Linked DNA regions of Mus musculus: region 1 is linked to region 2. The links are chromatin contacts, called in public Hi-C maps. All regions are on one chromosome and are shown on one strand. Each heading gives the region's core, a stretch centred on a gene start, on an enhancer-like site or on the middle of the called end of the contact. The rest is flanking DNA. Distances are from core to core; before and after follow the strand shown.

What was found. Hi-C and Micro-C count contacts between places; a contact is called where the count stands out from the background.
Region 1: a contact with region 2 is called in a Hi-C map of adipose-derived mesenchymal stem cells, with 4 times the contacts expected there. The contact joins two enhancer-like sites. A contact is called at or near these places in 2 of 484 Hi-C or Micro-C datasets (adipose-derived mesenchymal stem cells and uterus) and 1 of 115 datasets of contacts at active chromatin or transcription factors (fibro-adipogenic progenitors).

What each region holds. Positions count from the first base shown.
Region 1 is chr2:46,229,567-46,235,373 of GRCm38.p6, reverse strand. No RefSeq gene overlaps it. Among named protein-coding and RNA genes, the nearest start is that of Gm13470, 210 kb to the left of the region's middle. Within about 2 kb of position 4,098, at least 24 of the 459 cell types and tissues checked have an H3K27ac peak or open chromatin away from gene starts, as enhancers often do. A contact at or near this core is called in adipose-derived mesenchymal stem cells, where this site is marked.
Region 2 is chr2:45,772,698-45,778,681 of GRCm38.p6, reverse strand. No RefSeq gene overlaps it. Among named protein-coding and RNA genes, the nearest start is that of 1700019E08Rik, 79 kb to the right of the region's middle. Within about 2 kb of position 1,476, at least 72 of the 459 cell types and tissues checked have an H3K27ac peak or open chromatin away from gene starts, as enhancers often do. A contact at or near this core is called in adipose-derived mesenchymal stem cells, where this site is marked.

The sequences.
Region 1 (5,807 bases), core at 2,849-5,348, 450 kb before region 2:
TCCTAGCATAAAACATATCAATCGTAGCTAGAATGTTCTAAAACATACAAAGGAGCACCAGTAGATATTAGATGACCTGATTCACAGCTATATGCCTTCTACAGCGCATCCTTCTGTTGTTCTGATTCCTTTGTGCCAGAGCCTGGCACAGGGACAGAGGGTCACATGTAAACCATGAGTTTGTGCCTTGGGTGCCTGGGTAGGGGCCTGTGCAATCTTGGAAAAGGACTTGGTTTCTCTCCTGGTCCATTTAATTATTTTTCCTTTTTCTGAAATCTATTTCAAAGGCCAATAATGTACACTATAAGTCTGTAAAAACGCATGCATGAAACAAATACATAAATGTAGACTTTTTTTCCACCACTGAAAACTAGCCTCAGAGAGCTAAGCATTTACTACCTTTCTGGTTAGTTCATTATCTTCTTAGGTGTGTGAGAAGAACATTTTGAGAGGAAGGAAAAAAATGAACATTTCAACCCCCTCAGGATAAAATGTCTGAAGAATTAGAACCACTCATTGTCAAAGGATGAAGGGATCTTTTTTTACAACATCAGGCTCATTGGCCCCAAGACTTGGGAGTTATGAGGCATCCTGAGATTGAACATTGTGGGACAAAATGACTACAGCACCTCTGCTCAGAGATTACTATCTAGAGCTCAAAGTGTTTACTCAAATGTTCTATGCAATTGCCTTGTGAAAGAGACAATAAAGAAGAGGAAAAAGAAAGGAAGGAAAGACAAAATACTATGCTTTTCTTTCAGGGTTATTAGCACCTAGAACATCTGTTTTTCAAATATATAAAAAAGGCTTTCACAAATATCCTTTTTTTGTACAATGAAATTATCTAAACTTATCTCTTTTTTCCATTTTTATTAGGTATTTAGCTCATTTACATTTCCAATGCTATACCAAAAGTCCCCCATACCCACCCACCCCCACTCCCCTACCCACCCACTCCCCCTTTTTGGCCCTGGCGTTCCCCTGTACTGGGGCATATAAAGTTTGCGTGTCCAATGGGCCTCTCTTTCCAGTGATGGCCGACTAGGCCATCTTTTGATACATATGCAGCTAGAGTCAAGAGCTCCGGGGTACTGGTTAGTTCATAATGTTGTTCCACCTATAGGGTTGCAGATCCCTTTAGCTCCTTGGGTTCTTTCTCTAGCTCCTCCATTGGGAGCCCTGTGATCCATCCATTAGCTGACTGTGAGCATCCACTTCTGTGTTTGCTAGGCCCCGGCATAGTCTCACAAGAGACAGCTACATCTGGGTCCTTTCAATAAAATCTTGCTAGTGTATGCAATGGTGTCAGCGTTTGGATGCTGATTATGGGGTGGATCCCTGGATATGGCAGTCTCTACATGGTCCATCCTTTCATCTCAGCGCCAAACTTTGTCTCTGTAACTCCTTCCATGGGTGTTTTGTTCCCAATTCTAAGGAGGGGCATAGTGTCCACACTTCAGTCTTCATTCTTCTTGAGTTTCATGTGTTTAGCAAATTGTATCTTATATCTTGGGTATCCTAGGTTTGGGGCTAATATCCACTTATCAGTGAGTACATATTGTGTGAGTTCCTTTGTGAATGTGTTACCTCACTTAGAATGATGCCCTCCAGGTCCATCCATTTGGCTAGGAATTTCATAAATTCATTCTTTTTAATAGCTGAGTAGTACTCCATTGTGTAGATGTACCACATTTTCTGTATCCATTCCTCTGTTGAGGGGCATCTGGGTTCTTTCCAGCTTCTGGCTATTATAAATAAGGCTGCTATGAACATAGTGGGCAGGTGTCCTTCTTACCCGTTGGGGTATCTTCTGGATATATGCCCAGGAGAGGTATTGCTGGATCCTCCGGTAGTACTATGTCCAATTTTCTGAGGAACCACCAGACTGATTTCCAGAGTGGTTGTACAAGCCTGCAATTCCACCAACAATGGAGGAGTGTTCCTCTTTCTCCACATCCACGCCAGCATCTGCTGTCACCTGAATTTTTGATCTTAGCCATTCTGACTGGTGTGAGGTGGAATCTCAGGTGAGAATTCTTTGTTCAGTTCTGAGCCCCATTTTTTAATGGAGTTATTTGATTTTCTGAAGTCCACCTTCTTGAGTTCTTTATATATATGGGATATTAGTCCCCTATCTGATTTAGGATAGGTAAAGATCCTTTCCCAATCTGTTGGTGGTCTTTTTGTCTTACTGATGGTGTCTTTTGCCTTGCAGAAACTTTGGAGTTTCATTAGGTCCCATTTGTCAATTCTCGATCTTACAGTACAAGCCATTGCTGTTCTGTTCGGGAATTTTTCCCCTGTGCCCATATCTTCAAGGCTTTTCCCCACTTTCTCCTCTATAAGTTTCAGTGTCTGTGGTTTTATGTGAAGTTCCTTGATCCACTTAGATTTGACCTTAGTACAAGGAGATAAGTATGGATCGATTCGCATTCTTCTACATGATAACAACCAGTTGTGCCAGCACCAATTGTTGAAAATGCTGTCTTTCTTCCACTGGATGGTTTTAGCTCCCTTGTCGAAGATCTAAACTTATCTCATAATAGTTTTGATAATAGTTTTGATAATAGTTTTGATAATAGTTTTTTGACTACAATAAATGTTGAAAGCTTGTCATATTACTATTATTAGACAAAAGTAAATAAAATTAGAATCAGGGGTATTATGTATAAATTAACATTTATGCTATTGTTTCCTATTCGTAATTTTTATTCTCCAAGTCAGAAGACTTTAGTCATAAAGTTCACAAAAATTCCCTGTTATATCTTAATTTAGAGACATGAGATACAAAGTTGAACTGAAAGAGATTTTAATAACAAGGAAGAGGACCATGCTATAGAGTTAACTGAATATCTTTACAGAGAAAGATTAAATGTGATATTTAAATATAAAGAAAAGCAAAAGTAATGTAAGAAGTCCTTAAAACAGATACCTTACCTAACCGAATAAAGTGAAGTAAACACACCCTGGCAGGAAAATAGCTCAAGAGTCTCCTTGAAGATCTTTGGATCAAACTATGCTTTTCTGAGTTTTCAATTTTAAGTTTTGTCCTTTTGCTTTATGATCCTAAATCATAACCCTTAGACAAAAAGAATGTTTATATCTATTCAGAAAAAAAAAAACAGAGAGAATTCTTCAAGAACCCAGTTCAAGAGTGTTTATTTAAATTATCATCAGCCTCCTCTCAAATACCAGTGATGACTTCCTTACAGTGCTCTTACAAATGAGTGATTCTCAAACACATGGCCTTCAGACCACCAGAACCATAGTTAACGAGACTACCTGCAGATTCTCAATGTTCCGCTGTAAACTAGTAGGAGAGATCTTGTGGTATTTGCCCTGAGAACACATGATTTCATCAATCACATCGACAATTTAATGCAGAGTGAGCAATGTTTGAGACCCTCAGCTAAACAGGCATGTTATTGCCAGCGCATGTCTCCAAACCTTATGTACGGCTGGCTCCTTGCACTGAAGCAACTCCATGAAGCATCCGCTGGTGACTAGAAGGCATCTGGCTGGGGAGAAATGATCCTAAAAAACTGAACAAAGAGGACAAAAATTGTGAATAGGAAGATATCATAAAAAAGTATAAAAGGTTAATATTTTTCATATATTGACTCTAAAACGCCACAGCTCACAATTGCAGGGCCATTATTTTCTGTGGACTGGAGATTAGTTAAATATTTTGTGATAACAGTCCATAATGTGATAATGACTGTGAGCAATGAGTTTTATGAAAAAGTACCTGAAACAATAAATGAAGGTCAGATCTGTATTCTAATTAAACTATATTTTTGATACTGGAATTTGATTTCCATTTAAGAAATTATTATTAGTTAGACATTTTAAAAATCACTTAAAATGTAAAAAAAAAAATCACACTTAATTCCCATAGTTACACCAAGGTATGCAGTGGGCATGATTTCACACTGTAGCTTCCCAATGACTGTCATAAAGTTACTGCTTTGAAAATGTAAATTTGCCTAAAGAGTATCATCAAAAAAACACATTGCTGGGGCTTCCTAGAAGTGCTTCTGGTACTGAAATTCAGGGAGAGATTCCAATGAGTCATGATTTCTCAAGAATTCAAGATGGGGTTAGTGTGCACCAATACCAGATATTATTAATAATAAGCTTGTTCATTTCTGACTACTGCTCATCTCAAGTTGGAGAGGAAAAGGACAATGGATATAAGAAAATTAGATTTACAAGGAGAGCCTGTGGAGAACCTGGCTTCGACTTAGTTATTAGCAGCACACGAGGAGACATGGAGGATTCTTGACTTCAGAGACCTGGGAGGGGAAGAGAATAACAAAAGAACAGGGTGGAGAACCTGTTTCTATGACACTGCTTACAGGTCAGCCTGATTCATGCTGATTTTAGAGCCATCTCATTGAAGAGCTGAAATTGTTCCATATGAATCATCTTTTCTGAATTCCAATTCATTATGGTTGTGTTTATTTTTAAAGAATATGATGACTGTATGGTCAAGTAGCTGTTTTACAGTTCAAGCCAACTGAAAGCAAAATCTTGATAAATGCCAGGACCTTACTTTTAAGACCTTTTCTGCTTTGTGCTAGTGTGAAAGTAAGGGGTTTTCCTTCAGGGGTCTTGAGCCTATTCAAGAGATCATGGATCAAAAGTCACATAGTAGAAGTGTCTCCCATGCCCTTGTGCCTCCATTTTTTACATCTTTGGGACCTATCTTTGTCCGATATCTTATCTTCCATCCTCCCTCTCTGCATCAGCAGCATTTTCATTCTTTGTCACATTTGTTCACTCCTGAATTTTTTTCAAATATAGACAGTTGTAAAAGGTAATTTTCCCAAACATATTTTCCCCTTAGGTATACACTTTTATTAATTCCTAAAAAAGCCAGGTATAGAAGTGAAGACTTACCCAATGTGTCATTATCAAATTGGCTAGATTTGAAAATATCCTCGAGACATTCCTCTGGATATGTCTAGATTATCTGGGATAACATTTGCAGAGAAATTTGACTGAGATAGAAGAGATCTCCTGAATTTCAGTATTACTTTTATGGTTTTACTTTAAAAGTATTACATAATTTAGTTTCATGTTAATCACTCATTTCACTTGTAGGTGATATATATTAAGAAATATTTCATGAGGAAAATTGAAAGTCAAAAGCTACAACCAACACTGAGCTATCAAATGCTAAGGATCAAAGATTGCTTCCCAGACTCTTTCTCCTTCAGGCTATGCTACATACAGTCCATTTGCCACATCATCACTGTCTTTACTTATGTATCACTTACACACAATTCCTGTTTTGAGTGTTCATTAGTGTAAAAACTCTCAGACTGCTGTTTTTCTGTTAAATACCTTCCTTTAAATGTTTTACATAGCTTCAAACATTCTATATTTTTCTACATTTTTACATTAATTATTAAGAATCAATATTTCCCCATTGTTCACATTTCCTTCTATTCTCCAATGAAAGGAATGAAGGTTAAGGTCAAAAGGAAGAGTAATTCGTCTTTCCTGGTGGTGGAGTTTTTCAAAATATAAGAACTGTACAGATTTGCAGTGACTTTTCTCTTTAATATTGTGATATAATGCTCTTTTCTGCCCAATTTCAATCTCAGATACCCATCAGTTCTATGTTCATCTTTATGGTTGATAGGGTTAAGCCTCTTTCCAATATCTGCTTCTGGCTCTCTTTACTGTAGGACAATGGGGAAGATTGTTGTTGTTGTTGTTGTTGTTGTTGTTGTTGTTGTTTTTAGTGAGATTGAAACACATTAGGGAGTGTAAGGATTAATCTAATGAATTAATTAGAT
Region 2 (5,984 bases), core at 227-2,726:
AGCAATGTCGTTTACTCAAAGTCAAAGATCACATGTGTGTTTTCATTGTTTTCAGCCTCTCCATTCACAGTTAGGGAGTTTGAAGCAGCAAATGGTTCCTTACCTTCAATTCACACCTGCCATTTGAGCTTGCCGTTGTAGTTACAAATTATTCCTGAGACTGAAAATTACACCTAGAAAAGAAGTAGAAACCATCTATAGCCTCTATAATACCGTCTTTCAGGCACCGATTCAAAGCTTGAGGTCAATGAAAGTTTAAAATCTTTCTAAATTTTTAAATTATATTGAATGGGCCACCTGCTGCCCCATTTAGGCACCGGCCAGTGAAAGATGCTCAGAGTCCAAGCGCCACTAGATAAGCAAGTGGTAACGAGATGGGGGAGAAAGAAGCAGAGTAGACCGTGTACTACTATGAAGAGACAGAACTCGAGACTCACAGCAGTGAGGGACAGCCTTATAAGAGAGGCCTGTGTTGCCACTTGAGGCCAGGGTGATGACCGGTCCCTTCTGCAGCAAAGGACCATGTCTGGGTCTCTAGCTCTGGTGTAGGTGTTTACGTGTCTGTGGTCGATGTTATCACCAAAGACCATGAAGACATATGTCCTCTGAGCTGCCGCCTGAAGCCATGTTGATGTCCCAGGGCCTTTCTGAGCTGGCCCTACTCCTTGATTGCTATAGCACACAGGAAAGCCCTTCTGCCTGAGCAGCACCGAAGAGCTAGCCCTGATGGCATAAGCGTGGAAGAGCTGGCGAGTTTAGGAGAGCTGGCGCTGGTGGTATGGCCACCAGAGAGAGGGGGTAGGTTGGCAAACTCATTTACTAGCCAGGCCCAAATCTAGGGCTCCAACATCTACTGCCGGATCTATGTGCTACTGGAGAGCGTGAAGGCAGAACCAAACCTGCAGGATCTCCATGACACAGGGCAACAAGATATATGAGAGAAGTCCTGGTGAGGATCAACCTGTATTGATGGTGCAGCCAGAGGCCTCGAACCAGACCAATGACTCATTGTAATGAGCATTAGCAAGTAAAGCTGTTTGGGCGAAGGGGTGTGGCACACTGTGACTCACGGCAGATTCCATGGCAAAACTTTGCTTTGTTTTGTTTTGTTTTCTTCCCCATGGGAAGGACGAAGGGGGGGGTGATATTGCAAAGGTGGAGGGTGGATATAGAAGGCCTGGGAAATGAGTGGCATTTGGGTGCACGATGTGAAATTCATAAAGAATCAATAATAGTTATGAGACTAAAACACCAAAATATTGTTATTTTAAAGTATATGCGTGTGTAGGAACGTATGTGCTCCAGTGTGTATGTACTCGCACGCGTTGTGTATGTGTCCATGGGGGACAAAAGTGTAAGGGTTTAGGGTTCTCTGAAGTTCTATTTAAAACTGACTGAGTCACCAGATGTGGACACTGGGAACCCAGTTTCAGTCTTCAGTGTGGTACATGCTCTTAATCAATGAGAGAGCTCTTAAGACAGCCCAGTTCTTGACTTCTCATCCTGACTCATCTTTTAGCTCCCACAATAAAGGTTACAGAGCACAATGCACGCAAATTCTAAAAAGGACACTTTGCTTTAGAGATGCAGAAGGTTGGCAAGGCCTGCCACATTCCCACAGCTTCTGTCATTCAGGTGAACCTCAGAAACTCAATGACAACACTCCCTGATTTGGGCAAGCCTGCAGAGGGCAGGATTCCAGCTGGCTGGGATCTCCGACTGGAGGCAACACGGGGACGGACCCGCCTTTGTGAAATGAAACGGGTTGCAAGGGAACAAAGTGACGCAGATTCCTGTGTTCAATGACCGTATGGTTTTCATTATCTTGTTCTCAAGGAAGAATTCATCCAAAGAACAACCAAATGAAAGCAATGTGTACTCTGTGTCAACCCATCCTTGGATGAATGTGCCACATTTGCTCCATTATCTTGGCGGTGATTGTCTAAAGGTGGAGACGCGGGGCGGTAAAGACAAAGCAAAAACACCGAGGAGCAATGGTGGTGGGGGTAAGAGGAAAGAAACACTCTGGTGTCTTATTATGTAGCTTCCCACACTCAACAAAGCTGTAATTCATCCTGCAGGTGCAAACACTGCTGGCTTGCTCACAGGCTCTTGACGGATGGGCCGGATGCGTGATTCTTACCCCAGATGCTCTTTGGAACAGCAGCTATGAGATAGGCGACTATGTGCACCTGAATCAGCACATTCACTGAAGGGTTTTATCTCATTCCTGATTTCACAAACAGTTCTGTACATAGGGCAACAAGCATTTGGCAAAAGGCTGTTATCTTTCTTTTAATGCAGAAAAATGATCAATCTACACATCTCTAGAGTCATTTCTTTATGGTTGTCTCTGAGGTAACCCTGGTATTAATGCCCTGATTACCCAGAGGCACATTAGTGAACCATTATCAGACTACAGGGAAATATTATATTCTCTTGTGATTCCTACATGATTTTCAAGAATTTGGCATTTTCTACAATAAACTAGGGGGTTCAAGCCATTTGAATTGATAGGCTATTCAAAATAACAAAGGCCATGTGACCTGAAGCTCCCCACTCCTGCTCATTAACTGCCACCAGCTTTAAGGATTTTAAGATTTGAAAGAAAACCAAGTCTTTCAGGTTGAAGTTTCACTGACTCTTGGCAAAATCTAACTTCCTGGTTAAAAGGAAAAAAAAAAGTTTATGAAAAAGCTCACAAGGGTTCTTAGACATCAAATGGGTCTTACGAAACCACATTTTGATGAGCTAAGTGTAAATGAATCAGAAACACATGGATTAAATTTCCCTTGAAATACACATGGGCTTGGAAATTAAGGAAAAAGTGTTTAGCCAAATGTGTTTTGGGTTTTCGTGAACTGAAAACATTTGAAAAAAAAAGTTGAAGTATTTGCTAAATTCTAATATGCTGTTGTGTTTGCTCAACCTTTCTCCAAATCAATTAAGTTTCCACGAGGCTCCCTCCGTTCCCTTGTGGTTTGTCTTGTCACCTCTGTCCTGACACTTTATAGGCCAAACTAAATTTCCATTAAAAAAAAATAGTGTGTTGCTCATCTACTTAAAAATGAGGTAGCTATTAAAACACACGGAGAGTCAGAGACATTAAGGCGTGGAAAGCACCCATTAGGTCACGCATTCTGTCCTAAGGGTTGGAGCACAGGCACTCACAAGTCTCTGGTGCTTTCTCCACCACAGTTTTAAATATCTCAAATGACAGGACTTCTCCTTATCCCTTGGGAGAATATTGTGCATCCTAATAGATTTTACCATTAGGAACTGTGATGCAGTATGCGAGGGGGCGTACTGGGAAGGCAGGATGGGTACTTAACCCTTTCACCACTCTGTTACCTGCCCTGTGCCCTGAGATTTGCAGCAGTGTTCTGGTGCTAATGAATGAAGACGATACAGAGTTTTCATTAAAACCAGGCAAGCAAGCAAGCAAACAAACAAAATGGTCCTTGCCTATAGAAAGATTTACTATACATTGCGTTGCCACACAAATTTCTACAGTGAGCCTCCATCTTACAATAGAGCTAGGACATGCTAAGTATCCACTCTCTTGGTTTTATCTGCCCTGTTACTTGAAAAATTCACAATACTGGAAATCTTAGGATGTTTTCCTGAACAGGAAATGCTGTCTAACTGACACTAGCCAACTCCTAAAAACACAGGGTACCTGTTCACATCTTTTATTTTGTATCTTTTATTTTGTATTTTCTCCCAAAACACCCTTGCTCAGCCTCCAATGTCTTTTCCTTAACTAGCAAGCAAAAGCATTTGCCTTTTTTTTTTTTTTTTTTTTTTTTCTGCTCAGGTAAGTAGACTGTAAGGATACATCTATCTGTCTTTCTAGACAGACAGAAAAGCCTAGCTTTCAATATAACTAACACATTTTCAAAGGTCTTCTGGCAGAGTTTACATGAATTTGCTCTCATTCTTGTTCTACTTACAAATGAGGTCTAAGGCACATAATGACTTACATGGCCTGTCATACTGCTACTACGCTGACCTTTTCAAGATTCTGCATTGTGAGCAGCTGACAGGCATTACCTCTTCCAAGCCAGTTATTTCAACCTATAAAATGGAGCCAATGAAGTGGTAGAGGATCTAGGATTGGGAATGGGAAAACAGCACTCTGTTTCTGGTTTCTCTTTCTGTGCTCTCTTACCGGTTTGTTAGGTTTGCATGATTCTACAAACCGAGGTTTTGTTTGTTTGTTTCTATGTGAGAATTTTTCTGTTTCAGGCAGTCTCCTATGTTAACCTGTTCCTCTGTCCTACTCACTTCAATGTCTGTATGAAAACTTAGTCCCTTGTTGAGCTGGGAAGTTCTGAAGTTGGCATAGAAACTCCATTCTCTCTCTCTCTCTCTCTCTCTCTCTCTCTCTCTCTCTCTCTCTCTCTCTCTCTCTCCCTCTCCCTCTCTACCTCTCTCCTTCCCCCTTTCCCTCTCCCTCTCCCCCTCCCCCACCCTCTCCCTCTTTCTCTCTCTCTCTCTGAAAGTAGAAGGAAAGTAGAAATTGAATACATAAATAAATTTCAATATTCCACCTCCAAACGTACCCACTTGAAGCAACTCCCTGAAAGATATTTATAATAATATTTAAAGGTGAAAACTTACCTTTTTAACACTACATCCCTTTCCTCATGATGCTTGTTCCTGGCAGATACACCAGGTCATTCTTCTATTTCAATTGCATCAAAATGTAATGTTGCTCTGTCTTCACAGTTTATATTATTTTAGGATGGTTCTATACCAACATATCTAGCAATCGCTTTTCTAAGATCATTAAAATAAGTCCTTCCTGTAGCCTCTTGAACTTCTTCTAACAACTCTCCTCCTCCCTTGTCTGTTTAACAGGGTTGCTGGTCACTACTTAAAGATTTTTTTTCATTCTTTATAGCTAGATATTACACATTTTAATATTTGGACTGGCTTAAATTCACATCAAACTTTAAACAAAAACAAAACAAAACAAAAGGCTAGAAATAAAACCCCACATCTTTGTCATTTGAAACCAACCGGGATCAAAACAAAAAGGGAAAACTGCTGCTTTCTATGGTAGAAATTATTCACATGATTCCAATCAGAGGTTGGAAACAATATTCTGAATCAAGTTATTGAGGTCTCTATTCTAACCTCTAAAGTTGTGTGTAAAGGGATATTTATTTTATCTTCTATAAAATGCTTTGATTTAGTTCTCATTTTCAAAAAGAAAATATTAGGCTCATTCTTCATGTAGAGTTAAAATTTGAGGTTATGGTAAGCATATGATGAAGTCAGCCATATTATGATCAGTGGCTTGTTTTCTTCATTACTGGCAAAACTGAAGCCAGACTCTGTAATGCACATAAGGCTATGACTTCGGTGGGCACAAACATTGTGAAATCTGAAGATCTATCATGTGGAGTTGATGTCAAGGTGCTCTCAACTAAATTCAAAAATACACATTCACTTGCTTTTCTATACATTGTACAATAGATCTAAAAAGTTACCCTGTAGTTAATTGTATCAACCACATCAGATAAGCTATTGTCTGGGAGAGAATTCAAATTCAAGATTTGTTTTTAAAAGTGCCTTTATTGTATCTTGCAAATTCCTGTTATTTCAAAAAGAGATATTAATAAATCTTTGAAAGCCAACATTTTCTATGCTATGATCATTCCATAGACATTGGAAAAATAGAAAAATATTTATAAAGCATTTACTGATGAGTCATTCACAAGGAAATAATTACAAATACAAGTCAAGCAAATTGGCAATTGTTTGCATTTCAAACTAGAAATCACATGGAAAAAGAGTAGGGCTCTGACTGGCGTTATGAGTATTGTAGGGAAAGCTGTTCCCAGGTCCACGACACTCACATGGAGGTCTTGCTGATAAAATGTTAGTCGACAGTCTGGATTTCATAAAGTATCCCTGGCTCTATCAGACCTTGCTGTGTGGCCTGATGGAATTCACTCTGAATTTTGTGATTTTCA